Linked DNA regions of Oryzias latipes: region 2 is linked to region 1. A link is a contact called in public Hi-C data. All regions are on one chromosome and are shown on one strand. The core of a region is the stretch at or near the end of the contact, and the rest is flanking DNA. Distances in the headings are between cores, read along the strand shown.

Region 1 (4,895 bases), core at 851-3,350:
AATTCTCCATCTGGAATGGAAGAGATGGATCACAGACCAAGGAAGCTATAAATGTCGACAACAAAAACAAAGTGATGCGACGGCTGCAGCCCGAGCCATGACTAATGTTGTGAATTCATGCCCTGCAGGTCTTTGCCATGAATACATACCTAAACACAACCCGTCCAGTTCCTCGGATCTCCTCAAAGTGCAGGACATTTCCCGTTTTCTCAGTTATGATGGCAGAGACTGATGCCTGTAGACTACAGTGTTTTGTTCATCCAGATTTCTGGAGGGTCTGCTGGATCTTTGGCCATATTGCTGGAGAGTTTACCTGGAGCCGTACCGGATTTAAAGAGATAAACTCAGCCTTTTGTCCGAAAAGTCCGGCGTTTTTACAGAAAACAAAATAAATTGTGTTACATTATTTTGTCTCTCTAAAGAACCAATTGTAAATAAATGTCTAGCCTTCTTACCTGTAACTAAATATAATTTTTATGCAATAAATTATATTTCTTAGTTTAACAGCAATGTTTGTCTTGTTGTCTCCCCTTTTTTCTTTTCTTTTCTATGAATGTTGAGTAAAAATGCATTTGCATCCTTCTCAGGAACTTGGCACTCAAGCTAAATAACAAAACTACTGTTAAATGACACTTGGTTTGTCAATTACACCCCGTTTTCAACTGAATCTGCAGCACTGCTGAAAATGTGCCTTTTAGCTTCACACTTTACTGACAAATTCCCCTGAAGTCCATTTAAGTTGAAAGTTTTTAACGTGTAGGCTGACAGGCGCTCACATTACCAGTTCCTGAAGATGTTAAAGTGGCCTTTAACCACTGACTTTGACATTTATGCAGAGTTTTAATCTTTTTTTTTTTTTGTATGTGTGAGAAATTGTCATTTCTCCCGCTGAGTAATCTATGGCGACTGTGTGCTGCATTATGATTGTAACAATAGGAAACACTTTTGCACCTGTTCCTTCCATTAAACACATTATTAATTGAAAACTGCTTTGGCGCCTTTCTCCTAACGGGTTAATTGAACCTTTTTATAATCTATAAATTGAAAACGTAACACCTGACTTCAGTTTAACCCAACAGTTCTCCCACTGCTGGAGGATTTTTTTCAACTCTAAGTAATACAAAGTGAACTAAGCAGGAAAGCGGCTGCATGTTTGTTAAAAAATAAATAAATAAAACATTTACTAATGTGTCTTTACAAAGGTCAACTATTTGGAATTTGTCATCACATCACAAGGTAAATTGCTTCCCAAATATTTTTGGATGTTTTGTTTTCTTTCTTTGGCTTCACCTTTAATCAGTTTTTATTATAAAGCTTTTTTGTAATGAGAAAAACCTGGTCTAATCTTGTTTTCTAACAGTTTTTCTATTTATGTAGACCAATTTTTAAGTTGGAGATTAAACCATAGATATACAAAACTAACCCTTAGTTAATATGCTATATCTTAGCGCCCCCTCCTGGTAAACTTAGGTTATTGTATCTGAGAAAATCATTAGGGCAACGTACTCCTATCATTTAATAATTTTATAAAACTAAAATGAATTTTTGTGCGTATTGTGAGTATTTTATTTTTTGGTGTGAAGTACAAGATATAACGTTTAAATATTTTTTACTAACACCTTATTTTAATACCTTGTTACAAAAATGCTACATTTCTATATTTAATTTTGATACCATAATTTAATATGGTTTATAACGTTTCCCCTTAATATTACGATTTCGTGTAAATACCAAAGCTGAACAGGAAACAGATTAATCTTTTCCACCTTAACTTCCGATAGATTTATTTTAGTATTTATTTTCAAAACGATTTCGTGTAAATACCAAAGCTGAACAGGAAACAGATTAATCTTTTCCACCTTAACTTCCGATAGATTTATTTTAGTATTTATTTTCAAAACAAGAGAAAAACATTTTTTTATTTTATTTTAATTTATTTATATAAAAATTTAAAACTATTTTTTACTATTTTAATTAATATAAAGTGCCTAAAAAAGGGCCATATTAACAATAGACTGTGAATCTTCAAGTTATTTTACATTTTGTGGGTTTCATTGCATGCAACAGTTTTAATTTGAAGGCCTGTATTTGACTTCGAAGGATCCCCACTTCCGCCAGTCAGCTGACCAGAAACCCAGTTAGTGCCGGAATGCTTGCCGTGCTTGGAATGAACTTTAGCAAAACAAAAAGAAAACAGCAGAGAATTTTCCCAGAAAGGCGCGGTACGGAACTTTATTATGAATATTATTATTATTGTTATTTGCATATAAACAATAACAATTTTATTTTTCTTAAGGGGAAGCTTGTGAAGATTTAGTGAAGTGTAGGGCAATATTTGATAAACAAAAAAGTGGCCAAAACGGTGACGTTTCCAAAAGTTGTAAATGCAGAAACAATTGTATGGCTTATCTCTGTTTATTCAGCGGGACTCGCGGAAATCTGTAAATCTCGTTCTTTTTTTTTAAATCTCAGTAAGGATCACGTGAAGAATAGTTCCCCTTTTAACACATTTCATTGTGCAAAGTCTGCTGTTTTTTTCCAACAAGTCACCTGTTTTTTCTCTGAGTTTGTCAGCAGATCTCAGAGGAATGTGACAGTTTGTTAGGTTTATTGGTTTAAGTGACTCTTTGAAGTGGAAACCACGTGACTTCATGTGGTGGAGGTCTAAGTTTGCATGAATCCATTGATCCATTTACTGATGCAGCTGTGAGAATTATTATATACACATCTGACATATCTGTCATAAAACAAATCTGTTATTGTTTTTGTTGATTTTAATTAAGAAAGGGACTTATTTTATTAATTAAATCTAACTTTTGTGTTCCTCCCTGCAGGCTGCAGAATGAAAACAACCTCAGAAAACAAACCAAAAGTGTCTGTTTCCTTGTGTTGACATGCAGAAGTAAAAGTGAGTTATTTTAACGTCATTTTGTAATGTTTCATAATGTTCTTCATCTCTTTGCAGCTTTTTTTTGAGTACTGTTTCACTTTTTTTCCTTTTTCATCTCTACCTTTACCCTCAAAGTGTCGCGGCCTCTTCCTGTGAAAATGGATGACGCCGAACCCGTGCAGGCGAGTCTCAACTCGTCTTACCGTCCGACTTTATTCGAGGACGGGATCACGACGGACGAGGAGGACAGCGAGGATCACAGTCCGTCTGAGTCTCTGCTCCCCAAACCGTCCCTGTCCCCCCTGGTGGTGCGCTTCACCCCCGAGGACTCCTATAATCTGGTCTACGTCCTCTTCTTCCTGATGGGCATCGGCTCCCTGCTGCCCTGGAACTTCTTCATCACGGCCAAACACTACTGGATCTACAAACTGAGCAACAGCAGCGATCTCGGTAAAGAGGGGGAGCGTCGCTCCGACATCAGCGTGAGTAAGACTTCTGGCGGTTTGTGTGACCCCAAAGGAAGACCATTACTGTGCCAGTGAGCGTCTTGTAGAGTTGAAACTATTGAAATACGAAGCTGCTGCTTCGACTTTCTTTAGGTGTTTGGAATCAATTCTTAAAAATGTTTCTGGATCAGAGGAGGACTCTAATAAAAACGTCTCTTCTTTCGTCAGGACTATTTTGAAAGTTACCTGTCCATTGCTTCCACTGTGCCCTCCGTGTTGTGTCTGATACTCAACTACATGCTGGTTAACAGGTAGAATGTGCACACAAACACAACAACTCGCACACAAACGCCTTTTAAAGACCCACTCCCATCATCTTTTGATCCATCTTCCAGGTCTCTTATAATTATAATCATGTCCTTTTTAGCCAGAATCAAAAACCTGTTTCGTTTTCTAGGACATAGTTTCTGCAGAGTGGCAGGAGTTCATTAGAAACTCACCTCTGCGAGTTGTGCGACCACGCCCCACTTCCCCTCCCCTCTGCTGAGAGTTCTCTGTTCACACGCTCTCCTACTACAGTTTAGGTCCAGATTCCAGCTCAGATGAGGAAAACAAAGACGTTCATGGATCTGTTTGTCTGTAAGTGGATGATCAGAATGGAGCAGAGCAGGAAGTTTGTGCCCCGCCCAGCGTATTTTCTACGTCACAGAAATGATCTTTTTCAAACTGCATTTCTTCTCCTGCTCCTGATTAACAACGATTTGTACAAAGACATATTCTGAAATGCAATTTTAAGCTTAATTTTCTTAAATATGTTTCGTCCATCATGAAAAAAATGATGTCACAAACACCAAAAACACCATTTTCCTCCTTAAAGTGGAAGTGGGTCTTTAAAGGCCTAAACGTTGTGTTCCTTTCTCTCCAGCATTAGTAGACTTTGGGTTTTTTTCAGGTTGTCCCCCAGACTTCGAGTCTTGTCGTCTCTGTGGGTGATCCTGTTGGTGTTCGTGGTGACCACGGCGCTGGTGAAGGTGGACGTGTCCAACGGCCGGACAGACTTCTTCATCGGGACCCTCGTCAGCGTGGCGGTCGTCAGCGGCGCCTCCAACATTTTCTCTGGGAGCATGTTTGGCATCAGCGGCTACTTCCCCATGAGGATCACCCAGGCTCTCGTATCAGGTATGGGTAACGTTCTTTTCAATTTAACGTTCTCATCATTTCTTTCAGGGTGCTAGATTATAAATGTAGCTTTTATGCAGTTCTACATGAATGCACAGGGTCCAATTTGACTACTGGGGTTTATTTTGTTGTTTTGCAATGACTATGGAAGCAAATTGTATTCCATATTTAAAAAAAAAAACTTGTTTTCCTAACATTATACAGCAAAAGTAAAAGTTTGGGGAAGTATTAGTTGTATTGTCCAGCATGAAGTGTTTATCTTTGTTTTTTTCAGTAATGCAGAAAATAAACTACAGGAGTTTTTCAATAAATAGGATCTGCCCCCTGTTGATGGAAACTGTAGAGGCAGGCAGGGGCCGTCAATAAAGTACAAAAACACT
Region 2 (5,103 bases), core at 384-2,883, 180 kb before region 1:
GTGCAAGTGTGTGTTTGGGACTGAGGGAGTGTTTGTGGGTTAAATGATGTTGCCATGACAGCCACTGAGGGAGAAGACTGTTTACCTGCTCCTGTTGTTGTCTCCTCTGGATCGTAGAGAATGCTAGACTTTGGAAATAAAATAAAAAAAAGATTTATGTAGAAAATGTTGTAACGGAACACAAACTGTCACTGGTATAATTTTTTTTTTGCATGTAAAAAAATACAAAAAAATGTTATTGTTTGTACATATTGTACTGTAGGAGAGTCCCAGTATAAAATGAATTGTGCATTTTTTTGATAAACAAGTTATTCATCCGCTTTCTCTCATGTAACCGTGTAGATATTTGTCATAGCTTTTTCAATGAAATTGTGTAACTTTATTTTTTGGATTTAATTTTGATATAAATCAAACTAATGTTGTTCAGTTGTGAGGAAGAGCTGAATTTGGAACAAATGTGCTCATCCTGCAACAGCTGTCACGCCCAGAAATACTCTGCACAGCTACTGTACAGCATCGGCTTATGAAGTGCAATAAAACATGGCAATACAGCTTGACATTAACGCTTTTTACTATGACTTTTTTTATATTTAACGCTATTTGTTTGGAACAAATGCATAAAACATTCCACTTTACAGTCCAGGGAAATGGAAATTAGATGTCATGCATTCTTGTTTCTAGACATTAGTATTTTACAGCCTCCAAACCCAGTTTATCTTTTGAAATTCAACATCGACAGAAATTCAAATACAGCCACCAGAAAATACATGATTGAAGATCATGCAAAATATATTTTAATCATTAATAAATGAGACGCCACAACAAAAGCATTAGGGGTGAAGATGTCCTGGTTTAATTTTCCTCTGCCTTAATAATACATTTTTTATTTTTTTTTTTAAACAAGGGGAAGAGTAAATAAAATAAAAATGAAAGCTGCAAGTGGTGTCAAAACTGTGACAAATTCATGAAAACCGCCTTTTTTTCAGAATGGCGGCTTTTCTGTAGGTTTCATCTCCATAGCAACCATTTTATTTTTTGGTCACCTGGGGGTGACGAACAGATCTATGAAAAGTTTAGGAGAATCTGCAAAAGTAAATTTTTGGATTTCCTTGGCAACAGAGTTTTTTTTAGTATGTTCATATCCTATATTATTTAGTTTTGTTCAGCTTGAGCTAACCTTTCATGTATTAGATCTTCACAATACTCCCGGGTAAAAAAAAGTAAACAAAAAGAACACGACCGTGTTAAAGCCGTTAGAAATCTACAACTTTAATTCCAACATTTCTTCCCCAAGTAGCTTCCTAATGATACTGAAGGAGTTTGGAGGTGATAGATCGAAATCCCCAGCAGGAGGTACTAAAGGTGTTTTTAGTTTTTTAAATGCAAGATGGCAGCCTCATACCTGAGGTCAAAGGTCAACAAAAAAACACTGTTTTCGTTGGAGTGGGTCTTGATGTTTCATTTCTCAAAACATTAAAGTATTTTTCACATCTATCACACACAAAAAAGCACTTATAATCTCTGCTTCACACACAAAAAAAACTACAAAAATTCAAAAGAAGAGGCTTTAAACGTCACAATGGGTCATTTATGGCACAAAAGTGTTGCCATGTGGCCTCAAACTTAAGCAAATTAGTGTGGCGCTGCGTAAACTGCAAGATGAGCTACTTAGAGCTGTCGGCATCAGATTGACTCAAAGACTGAAGCGGATGTGAGCTCAGGGAAGAGGCAGACCTACGACAGGTAAGGCTGTGTCAGAACGTTTAGGTGAAAGGTTGGGGTCGTCCAAACCGAGGAATATACTGTTGTCACCTAACTCCCAGCTGATGGCCCACCGGAGGAGCCGGTAATCTCCTGCACTGTGTGTTTGATAGCCCAGATTAGGCTGAGGGGTCTTAGGGAGCAAACAAGCTGCTTTTCATTGTCTGATCAGGACCAGCAAGGAGCAGCAGCACCATGAGAGCTGCCCACCGCCCTCTGCTGTTCCTCCTTTTTGTGTTCCTACTGCAAACCCACTGTAAGGATGCACTCTTTTTTTTCTTCCATGTTTTGTCGTGTCTGTTCTCTGTTCACCTGTCGTTCAGTTGTGTCTTTTTTAGAAGCCCCCAGTGTAACAGTTTGTCACTTTTTTGTGTGTTTGTCTCTGGAGGTGGTTTAGCTCTTCAAAATGCCTCTGTGCCCTAACACTAGAAGATTGCACAGTGGATTTCCTCTGTCAGATATTTCATCAGACGTCTTGGCTTGTGTTTTTAACCATCATGATGACATTAGTGTACCAGAAAAAACATTAGAAATGTGTTCTGTGGTCCACTTGGCCTGTGGTGTATTACACATAATTTAAGGAACAATAGCTCCAGGTTCTTATTGGCTAAATATTTGTGAAGTATTGCTTCCGTCATCGTTTACCTGTTTTTGACAGATGTTTTATGCAATTGTTTTTTTTAATTCTCATCCAAGTCTGAAGTGATTTATACAATGTTGTGTGTCATCCTCTGTTGAAACCAGCATGCAATCCCAGCAGCTAATCTCTTAATAGGCCTGGAGGCTAATACTTGCAGCATGTGTGCATCGTGGCTGTGGAGGCCGATTAGGGTCGACACAAACTCCCAGCATTACACACAAAGATGAGCAATTCAAAACAACAACAACAAGTACGATGTTTTTTTTGAAGGTTTTTTTAGCTGTCTGTCGATCCGTTTTTGTTTTTTTTCCTGATTATTTTTGCAGTATTTTTCTTACATAAAAGATGTTTCAAGTAGCAAACAAGCTTAAAATCTAAGGGTCTAAGAGCAGGGATGCCCAGTTTAGCAGTTTAGCCATCAACTATTGTATTTTATGACTCATTTTATGCTTTTGTTCAATTACCAGTGTGAAACTCATCGAGACAACTATGTTGGGATTTTGGGCTGCACAAATAGAATTTGATTTTTTTGATTTTGATTGATATTTTCTGTAGAAAAACAAACTTTTAGTGTCTGTCCGGCTGACAAAAAATTAGTAACTTTTGATGGGCAGCAACTTTTAAATACTCACTGAAGGAAAACTGGGTTTTCAACACGCTGTTGTGGCATTTTTCTGATGACGGAGCACATGTAGAACGACAATTAAGCATAGAATAGCATTTCTGAGTATTTATTCAAATCATGAATCAGGAGAAGATGAAAAAATAATAGAAAAAGGTTGTATTTGTAGAAAATTAGCTGGGCGGGGGCCACAAACTCCCTGCTCCACTCCATTCTGTAGACATCTTTGTGTTTTTCTCGTCTGAGCAGACATCTGGCTCTAAACTGTATGGCTGGATGGCTCCAATATTCCTCACTATTTCTGTTGCACAAGTAATGTTGGGGGTGTGAGGGTCTGTAAGCTAGCAGGAGAGAGTGTAAACAAAGAGCTCTCAGCAGTGGAGTAGCTCCATGCCAACGGTCTCGCCCACAACTCAGAGGCAGGTTTCTGTTTAATCATGTTTACTGTATTTTCCACATAATGACAGAAAACAAGACAAAAGATAACACCCCCCTCCACTCCCTCCCTCCCTCCTACTATCAGCAATTGCAAACATTTTAATTGCAGCTAATCATTAGGAAATGTATACGCATAAGTAAGTATATAAATGTTTTAAGAAGACATAAAAAACACATTGTCAGGATATAGTACTAAAATGCTTAACAAGTGTAAAATGTAAGATAAAATAAAAGCCTTCAGTGAAAGGCTATTCTGTCACTTTGTAATAATTGAAAAAAGACAAAAACGGCTTCTATACTTATTTACGAAGACGCAAATTTCTAATGAACTACTGACACTTTGCAAAAACTACACTGCAAAAACAGACCGGCTAAAATTGAGTAAAAAGAAAAATCTTTAAAATGAAAAAGAAAAGCATGTCTTCAATTAAGCTAAAATCTGGGGGAAATACTTTTTTTTTTGAAAGAAAAACCTCTTAGTTACTAAGAATAAGATTATTTGGCTTATAATAATAATATCCTTGCAAAACAGAATTTTGACCTGTTTTTTTTTTTATGACGAGGGTTTCTTAACTTTCTTTAGATCCAGTTTAAGCAGTGTTCGTCCTAAAAAATGACACAGATTTTTTTATTTTGCCTAAAAATAATTAAATTCTCACTGGTAACACTTGAAAATAGAGGAGAAGATGAGCGGGGTGCGACTTTAAAGCATCTGGGGGCTCCAGCTCTGATCCGCTTAGGAAGAAGCATCCATGTCTTAAATCATAGTGGAGTTAAAAATCTGACACTTTAACAACTATTTGTTCCTTTTGCACTGAAAAGATGCACGACACCACAGCGATGTGACTCTGAAGTTAATTTTGGAAAAGCTGTGAGAAGGAACAGATGAATTATTCCTGTTTCCTCACTTTGGTGTCACCGCATGAACAGAACACTGTCACACATCTGAAAAGCCGCGATGCTCACAAGTCCATAAATCAGTTCAATGGTACGTGGCTGAAAGATGACAATTTGGGAGTGGAAGCTGCAATACTTGCCCACTTAATTAACTTCACAAGCTTCATGGTGAGATGTGGAGTTATGGAAAGTTTGCTTTAGCATCAGTTTTTTGTTTTCTTTTGGATCCAGGTGAAGCCTTAAGGTGTTACACCTGCATGGGCTCCAACAACGAAGACTGCAACAGACAGGGCTCCAAGTCCTGCCCCAGCTACTCGGATGCCTGTGCCGTGGTGGTGGGACATGAAAGTGAGTCCAGCTGCTCGTTTTCAAAGTTTCGTTTTTCCTGACAATCATTCCCATGAAAACCATTTATCCATTTGAAATGAGGAGGATCTTTGCTGCTCCTGTTCCTGATTTTTAATCCATGTTTGTGTGTTTTTTTTTCCTTCCATGCTAGGTTTACCAAATCAGTGCTATTAGCTTTTAGACAATATTTTTTAGAATATAAAAAAAAACCCATGAATGTTTAACAGTTTTTACACAAAAAATTTAACCCTGGAAAACCTGTGGGATCAAATTTAGCTGTTGTTTTGTATTTGTTTCTTAATTATTTGGTCACTGGTACCGAGAAGGACCGTCTAAGGACAGGGATGCCCTATTTAGCTCAGTCCGTTTGGTTTAGTTTAGCAATCAGCTACTGTAT

Evidence for each region. Hi-C and Micro-C count contacts between places; a contact is called where the count stands out from the background.
Region 2: a Hi-C map of embryo shows a contact between it and region 1, with 4 times the contacts expected there. The contact joins the promoter of LOC105355825 here to the promoter of slc29a3 in region 1. A contact is called at or near these places in 4 of 5 Hi-C or Micro-C datasets (embryo and fibroblasts).

Annotation. Positions count from the first base shown.
Region 1 is chr15:26,626,305-26,631,199 of ASM223467v1, reverse strand. slc29a3 (equilibrative nucleoside transporter 3) reads left to right here and starts at 2,100. Exons shown (of 7, transcript XM_023963584.1): 1 at 2,100-2,222; 2 at 2,835-2,908; 3 at 3,026-3,372; 4 at 3,565-3,647; 5 at 4,289-4,515. The coding sequence starts at 2,908. It overlaps unc5b (netrin receptor UNC5B), which reads left to right. Exons shown (of 16, transcript XM_023963580.1): 16 at 1-986.
Region 2 is chr15:26,809,781-26,814,883 of ASM223467v1, reverse strand. It overlaps LOC105355825 (urokinase plasminogen activator surface receptor-like), which reads left to right and starts at 1,633. Exons shown (of 3, transcript XM_011484670.3): 1 at 1,633-2,017; 2 at 4,590-4,706. The coding sequence starts at 1,957. It overlaps LOC101163926, which reads left to right. Exons shown (of 24, transcript XM_020709728.1): 24 at 1-563.